7 separate regions of the Mus musculus genome follow, and all the other regions are linked to region 2. The links are chromatin contacts, called in public Hi-C, HiCAR-type and promoter capture Hi-C maps. All regions are on one chromosome and are shown on one strand. The core of a region is the stretch at or near the end of the contact, and the rest is flanking DNA. Distances in the headings are between cores, read along the strand shown.

Region 1 (3,146 bases), core at 40-2,539, 2.2 Mb before region 2:
CCACTCGCTTTGGCCTTGAAGCGGCTGCGGCGAGCCCGCCTCCTTGGTCGGAAGAGACAGACCGATTTAATCGAGTGCGGTCTCACTGAGAATCCTTGTCAGGAAGCTTTTCGGATGGATCCCGAAACTGAGGCAGAACGGACCAGTGATGTACCATTAGATGTCTTCTCAGCTACAGGGCTTGAAGCCCGAGGCTGGAGTAGCGGCGAGCGAACACTGCTTTCGGTCTCCGTTGCGGGCCAGTAGCCGCCTCTGAGTGGTGATGGGAGGAGCAGACAAGGCCAAAGGCAGAAGGGGCGGAGCCAGGACTCCTAGGTTACCCAGTGCCTCCTTCTGTCCTCTGGTCGCCTTTAAGCGACTTTGGAAAAAGAAAAGGGGGAGAGGCTGCCCAGACTATAACTAGCTGGTATGTACTAGGTGCTCAATAAGCAACTGCCAAAAGACTAGATTAAATGGGCGACGCTAGGGCTTTTACTCTCAAGCACACTTGTTTAAACCTGCCATTTCTTGTGAAATGCACAATCATGACATCCATCTCTTTCCACTTCAGGGCAGCGTAGTCCGGCTCTTTGCCTAAGGACAAAGGACTATATAGGACCAGCCAGGTCTGCTTTCCAGCGGTCCAGAGTCCGAGAGGAATTGCCTGCTCAGTGCAGGCCACTAGCCGTACTGCTTTGACTGGTCCTGGATTAATTGTAGGGACATTGTCTTCCCAAAGCTCAACCACTAGGCTCCCCTTTCACTGCACCCCCAGATACTAAGCCCAAGTCCCTCTCTGGAGAACCCCTGGCGTAATATTTTCCTCCAACATCTGAGGTGGGTGTGGGGCATGCGAAAGACTGTAAGACCGCTGCATCCTATCTACATGATTGCGTGCCCTTATGCAAACATTTCAGCCGCTTCGTAACGAAAACTGCTTCCCATCCTTATCAGGGGTTTGGGTACATCAGCAAAGGTAGGAAGGACCGTCCATTTTAAAGACAGGCAAATCGAGGCTCTAGGGAGAAAGCTCCCTAACCAGGATCAAACGAAGCAAGGATAAAGAACCCAGAAATCCTGGTTTTCCCAGAATTCCTTCTACACTACCTCATTACTGAATTGTAGCATAAAGAGAAAAGCCAACTAGCACCGGAAAGACACAAGAGGGTGAAGGTGGATGAGGGGATTGCTTCCTCGTCTCAGTCTACTTGGGGAAGGGGTAGCCTGGAAGGATCTCTGCAAGATTGATGTGGGCGCGCACCACCTCCGGGCGCGCGCCTCCACACCCCCCCCTTTGTTCGCGCCTCTGCGCTTGCGCATTACGACAAATCTGGCGCTGTCCCCTTCAGCACCTCGCGGAACTCGCGCCACCCCTCCCCGCGGTGAGCCCCGCGCACCCCCGCTTCGAACGTCCTCGCACCCTCTGGCCACCCGAATCGACCCTCTCTTTCTTCCCAGGTCATAACTTGCCGGTCTTGGCCTTCCAAAGGAGAATAGTTACCATAGTAACTCGTGTGGCGTTTTCCTAAAAGAGCCAGACCCTTTTCCACCCTGGCCAAGGGCACAAGGTTTGCCTGTGCTTCTTGTCCCAGTCTCGGGGTCATCCCTTCTAAACTCTCGTCCCTGAAAAGGCGGGACGATTAACCTAGGCAGTAAGGAAGTTCCTCCTGGAGTCTGATTTATCCTTCCTCTGCACTCCGGGTTGGGGTTCAGGACAGGACTCCTGGGTCTGAGGTTCAGAACCCCAAAGTGTTTATGACTGCATTCGCTTAATGTCCCTTCCATAGTTGGGTCTTCTGGTTTTAGGGGGCGGGTCCGATCTACTCCGTACCGTGTGCTTTGCGTGGCCGCGTGCTTGTGGGGGCGGGAGCGCGTGTGGCATGTAACAGGTCATGTGGCAGCCTCCTAGGGACACGCGTGGGGTCTGGAGCAGGACAGGCGTATGCATCTGGACCCTACGTGTGGTTCAGATGATGGACGAGAGAGAACTGAACACGAGTGGGGTGGGGCATATGAGGGTTTAGGGAACAGAATGGGGTCTTCCACATTCTCCCTTTCCTCTGGTGTGAGTCTTAGGTAGTGACTAGGTGGTGACATTCTTTGGGACTTAGGGCCCTGGGAATGGAGGGAGGTTGGGGGGGGGGGATTAGCGTTGCTTGAGCAGAGCGTGGGGAGGGGTGGAGGAGGGACTGAGAGGCGGGCGGGCGGGCCTGGAGCGAGCGGGAGCCTTGCTGCTTTTACAGCTGAGCGGGGCCCAGCCTCTCTGCCTCTCTTCGATTCCAGCTCCTGACGAGCAGCGGTGAGTACTGGGGTGCCTTGGAGGAGGGCCTTCACAGGGGAGGTCCAGGCTCCTGTTGAGCTTTAAGAACCTGTCTGGCTGGGGTGCTGCTCCTGACAGCTTTCTCTATGCTGCTGCTTTGCCATCAGAGGCCCGGTTTTCCTTTATGGTCTCTTCTGGGCTGGGCAAGATATTTCATATCCCTGGAGTTGAGGGAGAGGGATGTGGTGCAGCCCCCTCACCCACCCAGACTTGGTTACTGGTGTGGGGAGGAGAGAATGTGTGTCTCTGATTCTGTGAGCAAATATGCATTTGTGTTTATGATTGTGACGAGGAGGTCTCTGATACACCTGTTTCTGTGTGCATCAGAGAACGAGAGCCTGAATTTTGGGAACCTCTTTGTGTGCTATTATTTGGTGATGTGTGTGTGTGTGTGTGTGTGTGTGTGTGTGTAAGATAAGCATGTGCTTTTCCATCATACACATATTTGTTATGACTGTGATTGTATGAGGGTGTGTCTATGAGCAGTACTGCGTGTGTACTGGAGGGTGTTGCCTATGAATGTGTTAACTACTGATACTTTGTCCTTCTGCATGTGTGTATATGAATTCTTGTGTGTGTTTATACATGGGTGTGTGTGTGTGTGTGTGCATGTACTGGTATGGAGAATAGAATATCTATTCCCCACTCAGCAATCTATGGACCGATGTTAAGGCCTCTTCAGACCCTTCCTTCTCTCCTCTTCCCTCTCAACACTCCATCACCCCCATGCAACCCCCTTTTTCTTCCCTCTCCTTCAAAGAAGCATGGTTTCTCCTATTCTAAGTGAGGGTCCCCCATAAGTGGAACTGTAGAGGATACATGGCCTCTATCATCCAGAAGATAAGAT
Region 2 (3,397 bases), core at 551-3,050:
GGCCTGCCAAGTGGCTGGCTCCCTCTCCTTCAGCTTCAGGGCCAATCTTTCCCCCCTGACTATTTCCCAGAATTCTTTCATTCATACCTCCCCTGCTCCCCCTGACCCCAGCACCCTTTTCCCTCTCTGCTGGATGTCCCACCTCCTAGTCCTGCCTCAGCTCATTGGCCATAGGGTTTTTATTGACAGGTGACTCTGCCATACACTGCACAAGAGATTCTATGCAAACACAGTCAGTTCCACCTTAAATATGACTATGATTTAAGGAGCAGCACAGGGAGAAACAGCAGTGTGAGCACAGGAGGACGCTGCAAGCTGGAAGCCAGAAGACAGGAATTGGTCATTGTTCCTGTATAGACCACGAACAGTTTCACTTTGTTCTCATAAAAATCTCCTGACCTCCATTTTGTTTCTGAACAACAAAAAAACTAAAACAGTCTTGGAAACCTGAAGATTGTGGAGCCTGACAGGAACCATTTTACAGTTAAAAAAATTAAAAGGCCAGGTCTTTAATCTTAGCATTCTGCAGGCAGACCAGTGAGTTTTAAGGCCAGCCTGGTCTACATAATGAGTTCCAAGTCAAACAGGGCTATAGCAATAAACCTTGAGTTGCATTTTAATTATAGAATATTTAAAAAGCAAACTCACTGTAGAAACCAGTTTGAGTAATTTAGACAGAATTATCTTGGCTGGAGTTTTCAGCATCCCTCGAGTACAAATTATGAAACTGCATCCCACCTGTCACTCCTGGCTCTACCATACACAGCAAATGAGGTTTCATCCTGTTACATGACCGTCTCCTCTGCTCTAAAGATGCTCTCTCAGAGCCTCATTTCTATTACCTTCAAGTTTAATATTCCAATTCCATGAAAGATATGAAAATAATAGAAACCAGTTTATCGAATACCACTCACTATTAGTGACCCACAACATCGAATTGCATGCTGACGTTGAGAATTTGATTTTATGCTGACTCTTACACTTTTGAGTTATTAGCATCGCTAGCTTCAGCCCGGTACAAGCTTGTAATCCCAGTCTTGGAAAGACGGAGAAATACGTTCTAGTCCAGGCTGGACTGTATTGAGATCCTGTCTCAGAACAGGACACCTAGAGTCCATGAAGTGGATAACCCACTCAAATGGCTAGGTGGGTTGGCTTTCCCTGTGCAGCCCACCACTCAGAAGTATGCCTCTCTGGACCGAGAGCTCCTCCAGGCTTGTCTTTATAGCCCTGTGGTGCACCTCAGAAACAATTCCAACTCAAGTCGGAGAGAACAAGGCTGATAAACAGTAAGGTCGGTAGGGAGACTCACGAAGTCGCGAAGAAGAGTTTTCACTCTGGAATAAGTCACATCCTTGGTTGGTTTGGGATTATGGAGAGATTCTGATTTACAAGGCTAATGAATCAACAGGGCGGTTAGCGCAGTTTTCTTTAATACTTATGGTGGCCTTAACCGGTGCCGACCGGCGAGTGTGGTAGGATTCGAGGGGCAGAGGGCAGGGCTCTCAAAAAGATGAAATGTGAATGAGGTAGGGACAATGTGGATTTTAGAGTTTGGAGAGAGATCTATTTTAAATAAAAACACGTTGTATGAAACCTTCAAAGAACTAATTAAAAAATATCTATACAAACAAAAATAAAATAAATAGGAACCGCACGCACGATGGTCCTCGCAGGTTGGAAGTTGCCCAGGGCAAGCCGCTGGTGCCCAGTTTCCGGCAGCACCAATCCCAGGGTGATTCCAGGAGCTCGGGGCGGGACTCTGCATGCGGAAGCTAGCGGAAGTGACGCAGTCTCGCGAGACGGAGGACTCCGCAAGCCTCGGCGGCCCGGAACCGGCCTTAGACCGGCGGCGTTGCCTGAGGCGGCTGGCGCTCCCGCCCCATGGAGCGGCCCCCGGGGCTGCGGCCGGGCGCGGGCGGCCCCTGGGAGATGCGGGAACGGCTTGGCACCGGCGGTTTCGGGAACGTCAGTCTGTACCAGCACCGGGTGAGGCGGGGGGCGGGAGCCGTGGCGCGGGCTCTGTCTGGGCGTCCCTGGGACCCGAGCTGTCAGTCAAGGTGGGAGGAGTGGTGGTCGCGACCCTGGACGGGGCTGGGGGCTGGGGCAGTGAGCGAGGGCGAGCGATGGAGCATCCTGCGCTTGTGAGCCTGGGTGGCCGCGGTCCAGGTGTGTCGGAGGTCCCCGGGCAGTGAGTGACAGGCAGCTGTTGCAGCTGTGTGTGGTGATGAGGAGTCTGTACAAAGTCGAGTGCCGATGCGTGTTGTGTGTTTTGTGTATGTGTGTTGTGTGTGTCTCCGTGTGCCTGCTCACACTCCCTCGGGAGCGAGCGGTGTGATCCACTGGAGACTGGACTAGACGAGAAACCTTACGGGTGTGTCCAGAGTTGACCCTTGGGAAACATTGACAGACTTTGGAATTGGAGCGTTTCAGGTAAAAACCAGGGTGAGGGTAAGATGATGAAATCGATCCTTGCTTCGGAGGAAAGAAAATAGAGGGGTTTGTTCTGCAGAAGACAGCTAAGATCAGGCTCAGGAAATTTGTTTTGATTTATCGAAGAACATGTAACCGTTACAACAGCAGTTATTCCTGTCCTTAAAAGGTTTTCAAACTAACAGTCACTTTTCTTACTTTAACGTGTTGTTGTTAATGTTCGGGGTGGAACACAGGACCTTGCACATGCTAGGCAAATGGTCTACCGTTGGGTTACAGCCTCAGCCCTAGTTAATCATGTTTGAGTTGTGGGTCTTTTGAAAAGTCAGTAAAACGCATCTTTTCTCCGGAAAAAAAAATCATATCAATACAAGCCAGTGCATTATTAGTGAGGGTTTTGCTTTCCTGAAGGGTGTAAGGAATAGATCTTGAACACCAATCATTGTAGTATAGGATTTGTTGACTGTAAAATATTTAGAAGAATATACATACATTCTGGGCCTGCTTGAGAGTTGAGTCAGATGGTAACAGAGACGTTAGGAAGTACAAGATAGGTACTGTAATTCCGCTGATAGCTCTCCACTGTCAAGTTATGGCAACCCTCATTACTTGGACTTTTATAAAAGGAGCAGTAAGATAAAAATGGTGTTCTGGAACATCATATATGAGGAATACGTTTTAATTAGAAAAACAGTAAGCCAATTACAGGACATGAAATGATTTAGTTGATTGCTATATCAGGCGCTGATGGTACCCAAATCAACAAGAATAATATGTTCTACTCTGAAGGAGCTTTCCGTTTCAGAGAGGGGGTGGGCATGGTGGCATCCTCTTGTAATCCTAGTATCAAGGGTTCTGAGGCAGGAGGATTTGGAGTTTGAGACCTGACTGGGTGGCTTTCATATCGTGCTCAAGGCCGGTGTCAGTTACATAAGAAGGCCCTGTCTCAGAAATAAACATTAAG
Region 3 (3,350 bases), core at 320-2,819, 2.2 Mb after region 2:
TGGCTTGTAGAAGTATTCAATAAATACTTGTTGAATGAATGACCTGGAGAGATGCAGAACAGGAAAGGCTGGCAGCTGTACAGGAGCCAGCAAAGACACTCTCACCAATGTGATAACACCCAAGTATTTGCTGCGCTCATCCTTTCTGATTAACAAAGAAATAAAACCAGTATTAGAATCATAGCTCTAGAGATCAATAACCTAGAGGACAAATCAAACCGGAAATCAAACCCGTAAAATGGAAAGCTTGTGGTGCCTATCAACTCTGAGTGAACAGAGTGAGACCAGGACCCTCTCCCCTCAGCCTAATGGGATATCAGGATAATGACGAGGCTAGAAAAAGACGTATTAAATGGGCCACAAGTGAAAAAGTTTTCCCTCAGGAAACAGAGAAAAAGCAAAGTCGTATTTACATCTAAATGTGGCGGGAAGGCACGAATGACCTGAATGCACGGAGGAGGAATAAAGCCAGCATAATTTCTCCACACTCCAAGTACTGCCACCTCTCAGTAGGACCCACAGGCCACAGTGGCCATCTGCCACCAGATTAGAGATTAGCAGGCAAGAGCACTCCCCTAAATCACCATCTGTATCTCAAAGAAGCCTGGCTGACAGGGAGGGAAGGGGAGAGAGCAATAAACTCCAGAGCCAATAGATGAAAGTGAGATCAAAGTCATGGCAAATTTCATCCGGAAAAAGCTGCTGCTCCCGGAACCTTTGCCACCTCAAGCTGATGTCAGATATCAATAAAGCACAATATTCTATTAATGAAGGCTTCTTTCCCGGCTAACATGCTAAAAGGGAAAAAAAAGCAAAAGGAATGCTATGCTAACGTCAAGCTGCTCATTCATAGTTAAGGAGCTCACACTCTATAGAGTATCTGCCTGCAAGAGAAGAAACTGTCGTTCTACAAAACTAGAAAAAGGTTGTGTCTCCAGGTGCAGCAGGGTCCATCTATGATGGGCTCAGGTCCAAAAAAAAAAAAAAAATCGGCTTAAGCTTGGGCTGTCTCGAACCAACTTCGACACTTTGTTGTACAAAGCAAACCTGGATCTGAGTCTTCAAACTCATGAAATGGGCGAGTTGGGGCTGAAAATGCGTTCGGACCTAGGAGGACGCATCCACGCAGGGCAGGTCGTAGAGAGATCAGGAACTTAACTTAAAGGCCTGGACACCGGGACTCGGATGGGAAGCAAGAACCGCGCCTTTACTCTTACCTGCCTCCTGCCAGCTTCTCAATCAGCCAGATTAGGCCCAGTCTCCCTGTCCGCCACCCACTGCCTCCCCTTCCAGCTCAGGACCCAGGCCGGGCCGAGCTAAGGCTGACCCACCATGGCCCTCAGCCCACAGCGCTAGCCAGCGGACCGGGACCCGCCGCCCGCCCATCACCACCCAGCTGCGCAGGCGCGAGGCCCGGAGCCCGCAAAGGCACGCCCAGAGATCTGTCCCGGGGCAGCCTGGGAAATGGAGTCAGACCTCGCTCTTACACCCCGTGCGGTCGAAGGCGCCAATTGGTACTCGTGTAACTGCGAGGCCGCTCCTCTAGCTGACCAATGAGAAGTCGTCTTGGTTCTCATCCGGGTTGTGGATGGTGGCAAGCATGGCACCACCGGTGAGGTACTGCATCCCCGGTAAGTGAGCGGTCTCCGCACGCAGTTCCAGGCTGTGTGGCAACCAGCTTCTGGGAGCCCGTGGCTGAGGCAGCTTGTCTTCTGCAGGCGAACGTCTGTGTAACTTGGAGGAAGGCAGCCCCGGCAGCGGCACCTACACCCGGCATGGCTACATCTTTTCGTCGCTGGCTGGCTGCCTGATGAAGACCAGCGAGAATGGCGCGGTAAAGGAAGCGGCTACCCAGCGCGCGTTCCCTCTCCGGGTGCCGTTGAGTTCCGGTCCTTGGGCACAGGCAGAGCGGGCGGACGCGTCTTTGGTGGCTCAGCCGCAGAACGCTTTGGTCTCCCGGCTGTGATCTCTGCGCTGTGCTGAAGCACACCGGCCGCACACCCGTTAGGTTAATCTGACTTAAGTTCTGTGGATGCACACAGAAGGAAGTGGAGGGAAAAGCACGCAAATGTAAGAGTAGCCCAGCCAGCCGAGAGCTTCCTCACGTGGTACATCTCGACTACCCCTCCGCTTTCATGTGTCCCACGTCACTGACATCAATGTAGTAATGCTGGCGATTTCCAGTGTCTTAGTGCACTAAGCTCGCTCTTGTCGCGAAGCCTGTGCAATTCACGTGTCGTCTATCTGGAACACACTCCTGCTCAACCCCTTTATTTAATCGGTTTTTTTAGTTGTTTTTTTTTTTTCCCAGAGAAGCCCTTCTGGACCTTCTGACTAAAAAAAAGTGGGTTTGGTGGCAGAAGGATCGATATGCCCAAGAATCTCCCTCCAGGGCACTTATTTAAATGTTACTCTTGATCACTAGATTCTTGCCCAACTAGACATTTAAGTGGAGCCACGATTGGTGGTACACCAGCGTATCCCCAGCTTCTAACAGGCACAGATAAAAGCAATCGTTGATACATGTAAGACGATAAAAAATAAATAAAAACTAAAACCTTAGACTTGTGGCTCATCAGTACAGAGCTTACGTAGTATGCTGACCCTGGGACCACAGATCCAATCTCCCGAAAAAATAAAAACTCTTTAGGAACTGGCTAGACCTAAACATCTCTCTTTGTGTTGAGCTTATTTGTAAAAACAGATTCCAGTCTGTTGGTTCTGGAGATAAAGTCAGCCTCAGCCTGTGTGTTTAGTCACTGCATCGATGTCTCTTGAGCACTTTCAATGTGACCTGCTCAGGGCTGCCCTTATTTGCTACTGGGGATAGAGTCACGAGCCCAATACACAGCTTTTCTTACTGAGGAGGCGGACAGAAATCATGAGCAAATGTACAAAAGAATTGTGCGGTACAATAAGAACATGTAACAGGCTCTGTGCATTCTAGACAGTGACAGGATTTAGTCATCTGAATATAAGTAGAGGTGGAGGAGAGCAAAGAATGTGATCCTCCTGTAGAGAATGGGTTAGACGGACACTGACATGGGAGGGACTTAGTAAGGTGAGGAAACCGCACCAAGCAAGAGAGGTAAGATGGTACTTGCCAGCTGCCATTGGACTAAAACAAGAGTTGCCATTCTGTAGCATTTAATTGCAAGATCTGACTTATGAAGTGTAAAAAAAAAAAAAAAAAGTATAGCTTGGAAGAGTCAGGATATTCATAATTATAAGCAAAAGGATTTGTACCAGGAAATTCCAAGAGAATCTTCAGTAATTTACAACTAATCAGAAAGGCTATATTAAACCTGGCCACCTAATTCTAATGGCTTCTGATCCTCTATTTCCTAAAA
Region 4 (3,181 bases), core at 315-2,814, 2.1 Mb after region 2:
TACTGGAGCTTCGAAGATTGCCAGAGAGCAGATCCCATTCTCATGGCTGAGAGGGATCCCATTCCAAGAGCTGAGAACGCTCCTAACAAACACGAAGGCGACGCTCACCCCGCACCCCACCTTTCCTAGACTCCCAGACAGCCACCGAGGCTCCAAAAAGCCGTGTGGAGAGGTGGGAGGAAATAAAGATTTCTATTTTCCATGGTCCTGCACTGCTTTTTACAAGTCGGATTCCCGCAGACAACGACCTGCAGCCCGATAATGACACAGTGACTCGCTGGAATGAGCGACTGTGTTCGCCTCGATCGCTCCGACTTCTGGGGACGCAGGCTGCCCACGCCGCGCCCCGGCCGGCCGCCGGCCGACCCTGGCCGGGGCTGCCAGATCCGCGGCGCACTCGCTTGGCCCCCTCCGCCAGCCTCGTCGCGGTCTGGAAACATTTCCTGCCCCCGCCCCCATCCCCAGCTTCCCGGTGGGAGCGAGTTGGCCTCCCGGCCGGGTCAGCGCTCGCAGTTACCCCAACTCGCTTCCCAGACAGCCCGCGCCGGGGAGGGCCCCGTCTGGCTCCGAGAAGCCGTGGGGGAACCCAAGCGCCCGGCGCCGAGCGAGGTCGCTCGGGAACCCCAAGGTTCGGGCAAGGCAAGGGCCAACTGGCAGCGCGCCGGGACCCCGCTGCCTTTCCTGGCGTTACCTGCTCGCTTGCGGGGGTGTCCCGGAGCAGCCGGCCTCTCCCGGCGCTGTCTCCCCACGCAGTTGCCCATGCTGGCTTCTCAGCCGGTCCCCCATGCACCAGAGGCGGCGGTCGGCCGGCTGCTCCACGCTGCTGCCCCGAACCGCGGCGTCCCCGGGTCAACGACTCCCGCAGCCCGACATCGAGAGCTCCTGGATCTCCCCTGGGGAGCGCTCTGCCCGACGCCGGCTTCGCCACAAACTTTGCGGGCCAGCGGAGAGGGAGGTGGCCAGGCCAGGGGGGCCCGCGACAGTGCCCGGCCAGAGACCAGCCCGGCTGGAGGGGCGGAGGGAGGGGGCGGACACCGCCGCAGCTACTCCAGGATCACTCCGAGCTCCCAGCTGGGGCCGGCCCCCCGGAGCCTGTCACTCACCTGCCTAACCCCGCCCCGGCCCGGCCCCGCTCCCTTCCTCCCGCTTGGGGTGGCCGCGCCACGGTCGCCAGCCGCCCCAGGTGCGCATGTGACCGACGGCACCGCCCCTCGGGCCGGGTCTGGTTTTCTCATTGGCTTTTCCCAGGATGCGTACCGCCCCTCGGCCCCACCCAGCCAGGTGCCCGCCCTGTCGCCCGTCTCCCGGGGAGAGCGGCCGGGAATTATGCGCCCTCAACCGCCCCGGCTGCGTGCCCGGCAGTCACTTCCCCTCCCGGAGCCGCGCCCCGGCCCAGGCCCCGCCCTCTGGGGAGGGGCCGTTAGGTCCCTGAAGGGACTGCCTGGCCCAGAGCCGGCAGGCACGTGACCTGGAGGTGCCCCGCCCCTGAAGTCTGCGCCCAACTATTGGCCATGGAGGCGCGTGCGCGGAGAGACACATCTCGTAGCCACACCCACTTCCCCCTCCCACAATCTCTGGCTAGCGTCATGGCTGCCGCCACCGGTCTGGAGGAGGCAGTGGCGCCTATGGGCGCCCTGTGTGGCCTCGTGCAAGACTTCGTCATGGGTCAACAGGAGGGGCCCGCTGACCAGGTGGCTGCAGGTATGGCAAACAACGCCGCGAGGCTTCTGCAGGGGCCGGACCGCAGGGAGCGGCCTCAGCACCCGCGCGCGGCGGGAAGGGAGTGAAGGGAGAGGTGATTGTGATTGGTCCTCTGGCCGCTCTGCCCCCGCTGGGAGCGCTACTGCCCTAACAAGTTGGAGAGTCGCTTGCATCTTCCTTAAAGCTTTCTTTACATTCCGCATCTCGCTGTGGTCCATAGAGAATCATTACATTTCTCCGAGAGTAATAGACTTGTGCAAGGCACAGACGAGTCCGGAAGTGGAGCTGGGACTTGGACTCGGGTGTTCTGGTCCAAACCTGGTGCTTGCACCGCAGGACCGCGTTGTTTGCGGAGTGTTAGGTGAGAAGGTCTGGGTTCCAAGGGTTACGCTCCGGCCTCTTGCCTTCCTGGAAGTAGCGTGCGCTCCAGCTGTTTGAGTGGTTGTAATTGGATGGAGGAGGGGAGGAGCCAGTCTGGCTCTAGGTCGGTGGGCGTGTAGATGACTAGTGTCTTTAAAGATTCACTTATGTGTCTTAGTAGGCTTTAAAAAAAAGAATATATATATATATATAGTATGTGAGTACGCTGTCAGACACACCAGGAGAGGACATCGGATCCCATTATAGATGATTGTGAGCCATCATATGGTTGCTGGGAATTAAACTCAGGACCTCTTCAAGAGCAGTCTGTCCTCTTAATTGTTGAGCTATCTCTCCAGCCCCAAATAGGCTTTTTGATAAATTAGATTTATAACTTTTTAATGTCCCATTTTTTTATCCTTCTTCCCAGAGTTCCAATTTCAGGAATCTCTCAGTTCCGAGTTTATCCAGGATTTGAACAAATCCAGGGTGCCTCTTTAGAATTCTTTCTGAATGTTGAATGTTAGGCCTTCAGTGTCGGGTTTAAGAAATAGAATAAAAAATGGATATAGATGCGGGTTTTTAAAAATTATGTTTGGAAGTTTATGGGTGAAGAAGTTTCTTTAGCAAATTGAACAGATTAATTTTTAGAATATGTGAGAAATGAACTGCTAGAAATATATGTTGGTCCTTAGCAATAGTCCACATTCTCTGCCATTCTATTATTTCTGAGCACGTATTTTTTACCCAGCATGAAAAGAATTGAGGACAGAAATACAAATAAGATACTATCTATGGCCATCAAACTATTATAATTAGTGAGAGAAAGAACTGTGTTGTAAGAGGTAAATATATGGTTCCAGAGCATCAAGGGGCAAAAATGCCTGCTATTGGCTGGGCTTGGTAGTGCATTCCTTTAGTTCCAGGATTTGGCAGGGGGGTGGCAAGTTTGCTAGTGAGTTCTAGGCCAGCCTCAGCTACAGTGTGAGCCCCAATCTCAGAAAGAAAATAAAGCCCCTGGTACTTGCACTTAAGCTTATAACATTTTACAACTTAATCAAGTATAGTCTGTTATGGGTTATTATCAATGCCATTTCCCCCCAGATTTTACTATGGAGAT
Region 5 (3,347 bases), core at 275-2,774, 2.0 Mb after region 2:
GAGACAACTAGGGCTACAGAGAGAAACGGTGTGTGTGTGGGGGGGGGGGGGGCGATATATGGAGAGGGAAGGGAGGGAATTTTGATACAACTTTAACACCCATAATTTTAATACATATAAAAATAGTAAATTTTTAAAATGAACCATTTGGCACATCTGACAACATCAACAAGAAAGAGCTGACATATCTTGACCTACTAATCCTCTAATAGCTCTGGTCTGATCTGTGTCCAAAGTTTTAAATTCTTATGAAGTCTCAAATGGATAAAGGTCACTTCTTCGCTGCCTCAGTCACCTCATGCCCCACATTATCCTGCTTCCACACCCCCCCAGTACAAAAGCAGGCGACAGAATTAAGGTCAGCAAAACTGCCCTAGCTAAGTAAACTGCTAATATAGAACTGAAGGAAAAATTAAAGGGCAGGAGACAGTTTCGTGTTTTTAAAGCTCCACACTCTGACACTGAGGAACCATAAGCAACGATATGAACCTTTTCCCAGAAGTGAGCAATAATCAGGACAGATGACACTGACGAATCCACCCACGCTGTCACCAATGACTGCTAATAAGAAACCTGGGATCCCTACAAAGACAGCCCCACAACACAAGAGGGAATTAAATCCTCTGAGTCCGTGATGGGTCGACACACAGCTTTGGGCCAAACTAAAATAAATAAATAAAAGGTGAAAGAGAATAGGTCTAAAACCCTGAATCTGGAGGCAATGACTAGCTACTTGTCCCAGTAGTTTGAAGCTAAGGGACCGACTGGAAAGCAGCTTGGGTCAGGACTTTTCTGCCCCGTATCTGGTCAATTTCCTCTTTTCTCTTTTCGCTCACGCCTTCCCCTGCAAAAAGGTTCTGATTGATTTCTTCATCCCGCGAGGTTTCTCCACTTCCAGTCCCCAGAAGCATCCCCAATCTCGCCGGGGGCTGGCGCTGAAGTTTCTTTTCTGCACCCTTTCGATTCCCCCTTTCCCCGGTCCCAGGGCGCCGCCCCCGCTGCGCCCGCACCCCCGCGCTCACCCCCTGAGAGTCCTTGACGAAGTAGCTTCCACTGGAGCCCTGGTAGATGCGCTCGGGATAGATGCTGCACTCGATGGCAACCTCGGCCTGCCGCACCACCACCTCGAACTCGGGGTCCTCCGGGAAGTCGTTCCGCTCGCGGTGGGTCTGAACGGCGTGCGCCGCCACGGCCGCTTGGGCGGCCAGGGCCTGGGCCTGCACCGCCACCGTGTGGGTCTGGCCCTGCGCCGCCGCGCCCCGGGCCCGGTCCAGCAGGGGCTGCCGCTCCCGGTCGTGGCCGGGCGAGCACGGCGGTGACGGGCCGGAGCCGGCCGCCGCCGCCACGCGGACCGCGCCCCCCGGTACTTGCGGAAAGTGAGCTCCGGAGCCCGACGGGAAGGTGTACTCCGGGGGTTGGGCCCGCTCGGGGGACACTAGCGGGCTCGTCTCGTCCATCCCTCAGGCCGCCGGCTCGGGGACCCGGCGCGCTCCACACCAGCGAGCTCGCGGCCGTGACCAATCCGCGGCACTCCCCCACCTCCCGCTTGGCCAACCAGGGAGCCGCGCCTCCGTAGCTCCGCCCCTAGCCTGTCCTGTTTACTTGGCGACGCGTAGGCACGGCCCCTCGCGCTTGTGTAGTGGCCAATCAGAACCTGCGCCTACGCAATCGCGGCCTCCTTAGCTTTCGCGTCACCTTCTGTGGAGACCGCGCATGCTCGAGACAAACCCGGGTTAGGTACGCCCTCTGCCCTTAGCCCGCCCCAGCTTCCAATTGGCAGACAGATCTTCGGAAGCTTTTCCGATAGCTGCTTCCTTGCTAACTTATTGACTGGCTACGCTGAGCTGACTGTGAAACTGCAAAATGTCATTTTTGTGTCACTAAGCACCAGCTATGGACAAAGAATTGAAACGACAACAATGACATAGGTCACTTGTGCTATCGCAATAAGTTAAAAAAAAAAAATCCTAGTACCTCAGCCGGGCGGATGCCTTTAAACCTTTAAACCTTGCACTTGGAAGTCAGAGGCAGGTAGATCTGTTTCTTTGAGTTTGCGGCCATAGTGAGTTCCAGGACGGCCAAGATTACACAGAGAAACCCTGTCTCGAAAAACCAAAAGTAAATAATAAATGTCAGTCTTCATGCAGTTTACATAGTATGCTTTGCTCATATACTATGTAAATCTGATCATTGAGGAAAGCTTTGGTCCCTTGAGAATAAATTAGTCCGTGACTTTATTCACCTGAATGTCTAGACACAGTTGGTCCTCGTTTTCATTAATAAAAGGAAGAAGCTTTGTCCTCACTCTGTATAAGCACCACCGGAGACAGATATAAAGCTAACAATATTAGCTGAAAGTTCGCAATAGTTCATAGACTTGAGAACGTGAGAAAAGGCCGTATACAGGGTCTGTACCAAGAGCCAGCTGCTAAAGGAAGTAGCTGAATTGCAAGGGGAGAAGGGAAGAAAAGGCATACCATGCACAGGGAGCATTGCCAAAGTGAAGGAGGAAGAAGGCTAAAGCCTATTTAGGACACCCTGCTTGGCTGAGGAAAAGCAGAGCTAAACACTAAAGGCCTAGTGAGCCAGCAGAGGGCACGTGACATCCGGAAGCTTCAGAGGGCAGAGCTTGCAGGAGTGCAATGTAGAGCGCATCCACTCTAAACCTAGAGACAGAACAGAGGCTGCAGGCATGGAGGAACAGCTAAGGCACTTGCTGCTCTTACACCGGAACCGGAACCGGAACCGGAACCGGAACCAGTTCCCAGCACTCATATCAGGTGGGCCACAAAAACCTCTAAGCCTTGCTCTAGGGAATCTGACACCCTCCTTTAAGCCTTTTCAGGTACCTTCACACGGACAGGCACAGAAGAGAGAGTGACAGAGAGAGAGAGAGAGAGAGAGAGAGAAGAGAGAGAGAGAGAGAGAGAGAGAGAGAGAGAGAAACAGACAGATTCAGAAGAATAGAGAAAATGATAATAATAATAATAATAATAATAATAATAATAATAATAATAATAATAATAAGGAGGGACTGGAGCGATGACTCAGTAGGTAAGAGCATAGCACCCACATGACAGTTGTCTATGTAACTCAAGCTCCAGTGAATTTGACACCCTCGCACAGGCACAGAGTGCAGGCAAAACACCAATGCATATAAAATAAATAATAAAATAAATAATTTCAATACAATTATAGTGTAAAATGTAATACATAAAAACATGGGCTTGGAAATCAGAGATGTTTGAAGTTAAGCTCTGTTCTATAAATTATTAGCTTTTTTTAAGAAGTTGATTTTTAAATTTTCTAAAGTTCCCCATCTATAAAATGACAGTAATCACCCTTAC
Region 6 (3,221 bases), core at 478-2,977, 2.9 Mb before region 2:
AGTGCTGGGATTAAAGGCGTGCGCCACCACGCCCGGCCCCGTACCAGTCTTTAGTCACAGAACTGGGCATTTATTTACTTATTTTGAGACAGGGTCTTATTTGGTAGCCCTGGCTGGCCCAGAACTTGCTCTGTAGATCAGGCTGGCCCTGAATTCAGAGATCCACCTGCCTCTGCCTCCTGAGAGGAATTCAAGGTAAGCTTTAACCACTCCAGGCCTACCTACAAAACCAGGCTTTCTAGAAACATACTTGGCTTAAAGGTGGTATTAAGCTAACTGCAAACTGGCTTACATGCCATTTTTCCCATGTTGAAAAGCCTAATAGGTGAAAAGCCTAATAGGGGCTTATCCTCAGCTGACCTAGGCAGGGTGAAAGGCACAGGAGGGTAAGTAGAAGCTGTTAGCAGAGCCCTCCTGTTTTCAAAAACACCCTGTGGTTCAGGTTGACTGCAAGTGTAATGAGTCAGTAGTATGTCTGCCAAGAACTTTCTTCTCTTTTTCATTTTCTTCTCCTTCCTCCTCTTTCTTCCTTGTTCCCCCCCCCCCCCTCACCATTGCTTCCTCTCCCTTTTTTCTTTCTTTCATTATGTTGCTCAGGTTAACTTCAAATTCTGGGCTCACGTAATCCTCTTGCCTTAGTCCTAGCATCTCCAGAAGCTAGGACTCCCGGCAAGCTACCATACTTAGTGTTCACTGAGAACTTTACTGCACAAATGCAAGGCGCTGTTACAAAGTGGAAGCCATAGTCCTCCTTGATTATGATGGTACTACAAAACTTGGCTTAGTCTTGGATGATACCATCTAAAGGAAATCAAAATCAAATCAGCCAAATGCCTGAGAGAAAGACAAAGATCCTCAGAATTAGGACAGAGGAAAAACAATGGGAGGGATCAAATATCCCCAACTCGGGAAGATCTTGGGCAAAGTCCAAGGTCGAAGAACCAGTAGATCAGTTGCTTTTCCGAGGCTCCCAGGACTAGAATTTGGTCTTTGCGATGAATTCCAGAGCTGCCCAGACTAAGGAATGCAGTGTTCTGGACATAGTGGGTGGGCTGTCTTGTAGTGAAGTACGGTAACGGGTGTCAGTGTATTCAACTACTATTTATTGTTTGCTAGGATCCAGAACTAAGCCTGGAGTCTGTATTGTTTCATTCTATCAATAATATCTCGGATAAATCAACTGTGTGTAGTCAGGTTCCTTGGTTGGTTCCCTGGGTAAGTAGTGAAACTAGGATTTGAACTCATTCTGATAAACCCCAAAGCTGGTCCCTATGATTATCATGGAGTTGAGTTCAAGGTCTTCCAGGGAGACCCTCTGGTTCGTTTGTCTAGGAGTAAGCTGCTAGGAGTAAGGGACACACTCTTCCCACCTTAGGGAAAGCCTCTCGCAGAGTAGGCGTGGTCACCTAAGGTAGGGGCGGGGCAGCCAGGAGTGTGCTGAGGGGAGCAGGCAAAAAGCCAAGAGGTGGTTATTCCTAGGAAATGGATAGGTTGTTAACGTGCATCACCCTCGGAGTTTAGCAGCTCTGGGAGTTCTGTGGTGGGAAGTTCCCCGAGCCCTGTGAGGGGCCCTGAGACAGGACCGCCCGCCAGGGAGCATCGCCGCGGCCGGCTTCTGCGGCGGAGCCCGGGTAAGGAACAGAGCGCCGGTCCCTGGCCGGGCGCGAGCTGGGGGCGGTGCCGGGGCGGCGGGGGCGGGGAGGGCGCGCGCCGAGGCGGCTGCGGCAGTTGCGCGCTAGGATTGCTGCCGTGCGGTGCGGCCGGTGAGTGCGGCGGCACCCGCGGCGGGCGGGAGGGGGCTTGGAGCGGGCGGGCGGCGAGCGAGCAGGCTGGGGAGGATGCGCGGCCCAGCGCGCGACCCAGCGGCCCCCGCCGTCCGCCCGGCGTCCCTTTCCTCAGGGCTCCCTACCCCGGCCCAGATCTGCCCGCGCGCCCGCGGCCTCAGCGCCCCGGCGTGGCGCACGCCCCCGGCCCGGGCGCCCCCGGCCCGCCGCAGCCCCTTCCCCGCGCGGCGGCGACGCCCCCGGCCCACGTCATGCTCGCGCCATTGTTTCCCAGCGTCCGCTAGCTGGGACCCCGCCTTTCTCGCGGAGTGGGCGGGCAGGCGCCGCTCTCGGTTCCCCTGGTCTCTCTGGGCTGGCAGCCTGGCCTCAGTTCTCGTGAGGCGGGTGCGGGGCTCCCCTCATGGGCTGCGAGCCTGGCAGGGTTTGGATCTGCCCGCGGAATGGCCCACGAGCCAGTTTTGTGGTGCGCAGTACTTCCTGGAAAGCTCACATCAATTGCAAGTCTCGCCTAAAGACGTTTGGAGGCGGTTTGTCCCTCGCCTTTTTTTTTCTGGGGCCCCCGAAGCCCTGCAGGGCGAGATGCAGAAGTGGGGCCTGTTACAAGAACAGCGTTTTGAGCGGTTGGCTTTGCCTGGCCGCAGCCTTTAAAAGCATTAGATGAAGGTTTGTGTCGGATTTGTTTCACAGCCTCGGTAGTCGAGGGCTGTGCTCTAATAGAGCACTCTGAAATGACTAGTCACTCAACACGGTTGCGTGTTCCCCACCACTTCTCTGCGCCCCCCCCCCCCCCGCACATTGTTTCATAATGACCGTAGACCTATAATTTTTCTTAAGGGATGCAAATTCCTTTGGCCGTCATGTGTAGGGGGAGGATGTTAAAACGGTGCCATTTATCGTAGACGTAGTGAGTACAGAAAGACTTCAGGTCTTTCACATAGTCACCTTAGCATTTTCCATCAATGGCTAAGAATGTAAGAGAAGACATCAGGGCTTAGAGGTTCAGTTTAACAAACCAGCTGGTTAAAAATTGCAATAAAATCGTTGCGGGTGCTCGTAGTGGCAAGGTGGTTATGCTGGGCTGTTGATACAAGGATTGATGCTTCCCGGCTTGCTTCCGAAGAGCATTTCCATTACAATATGAACCTGTTTGTAGGCCTCGAACAGGCTCTGTACCCTAGTGGCCTCGAACTTGGGATCTTTCTCTTCCAGGTCCCTAACAGATATTAATAGGCTTGTTCCACCATGCCTGAGCTTGAAAAACTGGTTTAAGCTTCACTCTTACCAAAAAAATGAACAAAAAGCCAAATTCAGTACTATTGGTTGTTGCATTATTCTCAGCCAGCATTAATCTGTAAAATAAGATGCCCTTCAAGGTTCTGTCGTATGAAACAGTACAGTCATCAGAAGCGTTTGGTAAATATGAGTACTCAGAGTGCC
Region 7 (2,937 bases), core at 67-2,566, 3.0 Mb before region 2:
TGGCAGGATTCTGTAAAGATGAACACTTCATAAGAATGATGCTTTTGAGCTGTACATTAAATAAATAAAGAACCGGGTCTGGTGGTCCATGCCTTTAACTCCAGCACTTGGGAGGCAGAGGAAGGCCTATCTCTGTGAGTTTCAGACAAGACAGGACTCCATAATGAGACCCTGTCTCAAAAATAACTATAATAATAGTAAATAGAAATATGATGGTAGACAATGCTAAAAACAACAACAACAACAACAACAACAGAGAAACAAGAAAAAGTTTGCCAGGCGTGATGACACATGCCTTTAATCCCAGCACTTTGGGAGGCAGAGGCAGGCGGATTTCTGAGTTCGAGGCCAGCCTGGTCTACAAAGTGAGTTCCAGGACAGCCAGAGCTATACAGAGAAACTATGTCTCAAAAAAAAAAAAAAAAAAAGAAAGAAAGAAAGAAAGAAAAAGTTTATTTCTCAAAATACACCAACCAGTTGCCTGTCAAACAACTCTTCAAAGGCTTTCTAAAAAGCTGAATTATTCAATTAAGCTACAGGGAAAATAAAGCATGGTAACAACTTATATTTTAGAAAATAATTTGGCTCTTTGGTGAAAGATACTTAAAAAATTAATAGTTTGCGTTTACTTGGTACTTCAGAGCCATGGGGAACGTGACAAAATAATGGAGAATATTCCTCAGTCTACAGATTGGACAGAAGTGAAAGCCAGTGTAAGGATTTAAACGATGCACATCAGGGAAACCATGAGAACCAAGACGAGGTATAAATGAAGACGCAGGGCAGCCTGGTTGGTTCTGGGATACCTAGGAAGAAAACTTTAGTAGCCGAGTGAGACTGTGAAAGGGACGACGAACGAAAAATGTAAGGTTTGTTCTGTTATGGGTGCATGCTTCGTAGAAACAGTATAGCTCACAAGGTCTACTTCGCTGGGACTCTATAGTTCCCATTATAGACCCGATGAGACCGAGGCACCAAACAGTCTGGCGATCACGTAGAGAAGGCACTTAAGGTACCTGCAGAGGACAGCATGGCTTGCATGAACTGCTAGCTCCGAGGGGATTGAGGGAATAAGACCTCCCATCCCAAGCCAACTGTGCTTAGCACGAAACCCGGAGACCCAGGCCAGGAAGCCGAGGTGACAGGCATGAAGTCTCCTCCCTCCACGCCGAAGCTCCCGTGTCATCAGCCCCAAGGCTCCCACCGCCGCATACCTCACGGAGCGTCTCAACGCAATCGCACGCGCAGAACAGGGAGCCGACAGCTCCACGCGACTCGTCCACGAGCGTAGGTAAGACCAGGGCTACTTCCGTTCTGACGTCGGGTCTGACGCCGGCTGAAACGGGAAGTAGAAGGGCGGGACTTGGCGTTTATAGCCAATCCACGCCGAGGGCCGAGTCGTCGCGGCCTGTCGGTCGCGTGCGGGGAGGGGGCGTCTTCCGGTCGGGCCGAGCTCGTCGCTAGGTTTGTTGAAGGACATCGGCCGCCGAGTTTGGGGTTCGGACGAAGGTGGGTGAGAAAGCGCTCTTGGCTGCTCGGTCCGGTGATTGAGCTTTGTAGGGCCGACTAGAGTCTGGCCGTTTTTCCAGCCCCGGAACAGCGCGAGGTTTTCTTTTTGCGGGGAGACGCTGGGGAATGGGAAAGGCGCTGGAGAAAATGAGGGTCAGGGCCCCATGGCGGATCTAGGAAGCCTCAGCACCGCGAGTGACGAGCGCCCCAGGGCTCGCACGGTTAGCGGAGAGCCTTATGCCCCACTTCCCAGTGTGGATTGGGAGTGAGGCCGGTCGAGAGGGGAGCTCCCCAAGGTCATCCATCCAGTGGATGTTGAGAGAGGACTCTGGATTTTGACCCCATCTCTGGCAGAGTTCGTGTGTCTTGGCCTCTATGGCCATAGCGATTTGTTTCCTCCGAGCTGCGATCGGGAAACCAGGTCTCCTTTACCTGCGCCGTGGCCTTTGTCAAAACCAGAGTAAACGTGGAATGGCCCTGCGGTTCTCCAGGCCTGGGCTCTAAAAACGGATTAGATTTTGTATCCCAGCGGTTCTGAACCTGTGGATCATGATCGCTTTGACAAGCCTCTATCTCCAAAAATATTTATTTACATTACGAGACTCCTAGCCGTAGCAAAATTACAGCTGTGAAGGAGCAACGGAATAATTTTATTGGGGGAGGGGGAAGAGAGGTTTCACCACAACAGAAGGAAGGTCGCAGCATTAGGAAGGTTGAGAGTCACTGCCGTGTTTGATCAGTGCAAGGGTTTCCACAGAGGCTGTTTGCTGCTTGTGGTCCTTTGACTTTCATCTTCCTTATACCTGGTGATGGCACTACTCCAGATAGGTGCCCATAAGACGGGAATAGCTGTATCCAGGAGCCTGTTACAAAGCAAGGGCAGCTGCTCACCCCAAGACTTTAATGAAATGCCCATTTCACATGGAAAGGCTGGTGGTATTTAATAGTAGTTATTGGATTATTTAGAAACAGAAGCAAAACCTGTCAGCTTAGACTTTGTAGCAGGCTGCTGTTCAACAGTAGTACATTTTTTTAAAAAATACTAACTCACAGGCTCACAATTATTAGTCTTTGGTGATTTTTTTCCACTACCAAATGGCTCTAAGCTTGCACATGACTGCAAGGACAGGACATTTTAGTTTTATTTGTTCCTATTGCCAGGTGTGAATGGCTTGTCCCTCTAGTCCCAACACTGTTGGGCAGATCTCTGTAATTTCAAGGCCAGCCTAATCTATGTAGTGAGTACAGGCATCTGGGGCTACAGACTGAGATAAATAAAATAAAATAAAAATTCCATACAGGGCATTGTTAACAATATTAACTGTTAAAAAAGGTCATTGTCCTAAAACAATATGCAGTTTGTTGGAAGGTGCTTTAAGCCTTAATATCACCTTTGCTTGCCATGTGGTGGTGCCACACACATTTACT

Evidence for each region. Promoter capture Hi-C pulls out the DNA fragments that hold promoters and counts their contacts. A called contact is a pair of places that touch in the nucleus more often than the background predicts. HiCAR-type assays count read pairs that join an accessible place to other places.
Region 1: a promoter capture Hi-C map of embryonic stem cells shows a contact between it and region 2, with 2.7 times the contacts expected there. The contact joins the promoter of Psd here to the promoter of Chuk in region 2. A contact is called at or near these places in 3 of 39 promoter capture datasets (embryonic stem cells, liver and pre-B cells).
Region 3: a contact with region 2 is called in a promoter capture Hi-C map of liver, with 5 times the contacts expected there. The contact joins the promoter of Exosc1 here to the promoter of Chuk in region 2. A contact is called at or near these places in 4 of 39 promoter capture datasets (embryonic stem cells, hippocampal neurons, liver and 1 more), 2 of 115 datasets of contacts at active chromatin or transcription factors (large pre-B cells and stem cell-derived neural progenitor cells) and 1 of 9 other capture datasets (adipose tissue).
Region 4: a HiCAR-type map of astrocytes shows a contact between it and region 2, with 3 times the contacts expected there. The contact joins the promoter of Mms19 here to the promoter of Chuk in region 2. A contact is called at or near these places in 3 of 39 promoter capture datasets (cranial neural crest, hippocampal neurons and pre-B cells) and 1 of 115 datasets of contacts at active chromatin or transcription factors (astrocytes).
Region 5: a promoter capture Hi-C map of pre-B cells shows a contact between it and region 2, with 4 times the contacts expected there. The contact joins the promoter of Pi4k2a here to the promoter of Chuk in region 2. A contact is called at or near these places in 6 of 39 promoter capture datasets (the 3T3-L1 cell line, embryonic stem cells, hippocampal neurons and 3 more) and 1 of 115 datasets of contacts at active chromatin or transcription factors (astrocytes).
Region 6: a Hi-C map of B cells shows a contact between it and region 2, with 7 read pairs. The contact joins the promoter of Nt5c2 here to the promoter of Chuk in region 2. A contact is called at or near these places in 1 of 484 Hi-C or Micro-C datasets (B cells) and 1 of 115 datasets of contacts at active chromatin or transcription factors (large pre-B cells).
Region 7: a contact with region 2 is called in a promoter capture Hi-C map of pre-B cells, with 6 times the contacts expected there. The contact joins the promoter of Pdcd11 here to the promoter of Chuk in region 2. A contact is called at or near these places in 2 of 39 promoter capture datasets (hippocampal neurons and pre-B cells) and 1 of 115 datasets of contacts at active chromatin or transcription factors (double positive thymocytes).

The regions. Positions count from the first base shown.
Region 1 is chr19:46,325,299-46,328,444 of GRCm38.p6, reverse strand. It overlaps Psd (pleckstrin and Sec7 domain containing), which reads left to right and starts at 1,289. Exons shown (of 18, transcript NM_028627.2): 1 at 1,289-1,361; 2 at 2,223-2,278. Fbxl15 (F-box and leucine-rich repeat protein 15) reads right to left here and starts at 261. Exons shown (of 4, transcript NM_133694.2): 1 at 1-261.
Region 2 is chr19:44,105,880-44,109,276 of GRCm38.p6, reverse strand. It overlaps Chuk (conserved helix-loop-helix ubiquitous kinase), which reads left to right and starts at 1,800. Exons shown (of 21, transcript NM_007700.2): 1 at 1,800-1,989. The coding sequence starts at 1,885. Cwf19l1 (CWF19-like 1, cell cycle control (S. pombe)) reads left to right here. Exons shown (of 14, transcript NM_001081077.1): 14 at 1-640.
Region 3 is chr19:41,931,533-41,934,882 of GRCm38.p6, reverse strand. It overlaps Exosc1 (exosome component 1), which reads left to right and starts at 1,569. Exons shown (of 8, transcript NM_025644.4): 1 at 1,569-1,631; 2 at 1,719-1,834. The coding sequence starts at 1,601. It overlaps Zdhhc16 (zinc finger, DHHC domain containing 16), which reads right to left and starts at 1,438. Exons shown (of 11, transcript NM_023740.3): 1 at 1,218-1,438; 2 at 1-145.
Region 4 is chr19:41,979,519-41,982,699 of GRCm38.p6, reverse strand. Mms19 (MMS19 cytosolic iron-sulfur assembly component) reads left to right here and starts at 1,564. Exons shown (of 31, transcript NM_028152.3): 1 at 1,564-1,701. The coding sequence starts at 1,587. Ubtd1 (ubiquitin domain containing 1) reads right to left here and starts at 937. Exons shown (of 3, transcript NM_145500.3): 1 at 692-937. The coding sequence starts at 761.
Region 5 is chr19:42,088,612-42,091,958 of GRCm38.p6, reverse strand. It overlaps Pi4k2a (phosphatidylinositol 4-kinase type 2 alpha), which reads right to left and starts at 1,524. Exons shown (of 9, transcript NM_145501.2): 1 at 1,023-1,524. The coding sequence starts at 1,457.
Region 6 is chr19:46,960,814-46,964,034 of GRCm38.p6, reverse strand. Nt5c2 (5'-nucleotidase, cytosolic II) reads left to right here and starts at 1,727. Exons shown (of 18, transcript NM_029810.5): 1 at 1,727-1,763.
Region 7 is chr19:47,089,145-47,092,081 of GRCm38.p6, reverse strand. Pdcd11 (programmed cell death 11) reads right to left here and starts at 1,316. Exons shown (of 36, transcript NM_011053.2): 1 at 1,215-1,316. Atp5md (ATP synthase membrane subunit DAPIT) reads left to right here and starts at 1,435. Exons shown (of 4, transcript NM_023211.5): 1 at 1,435-1,509.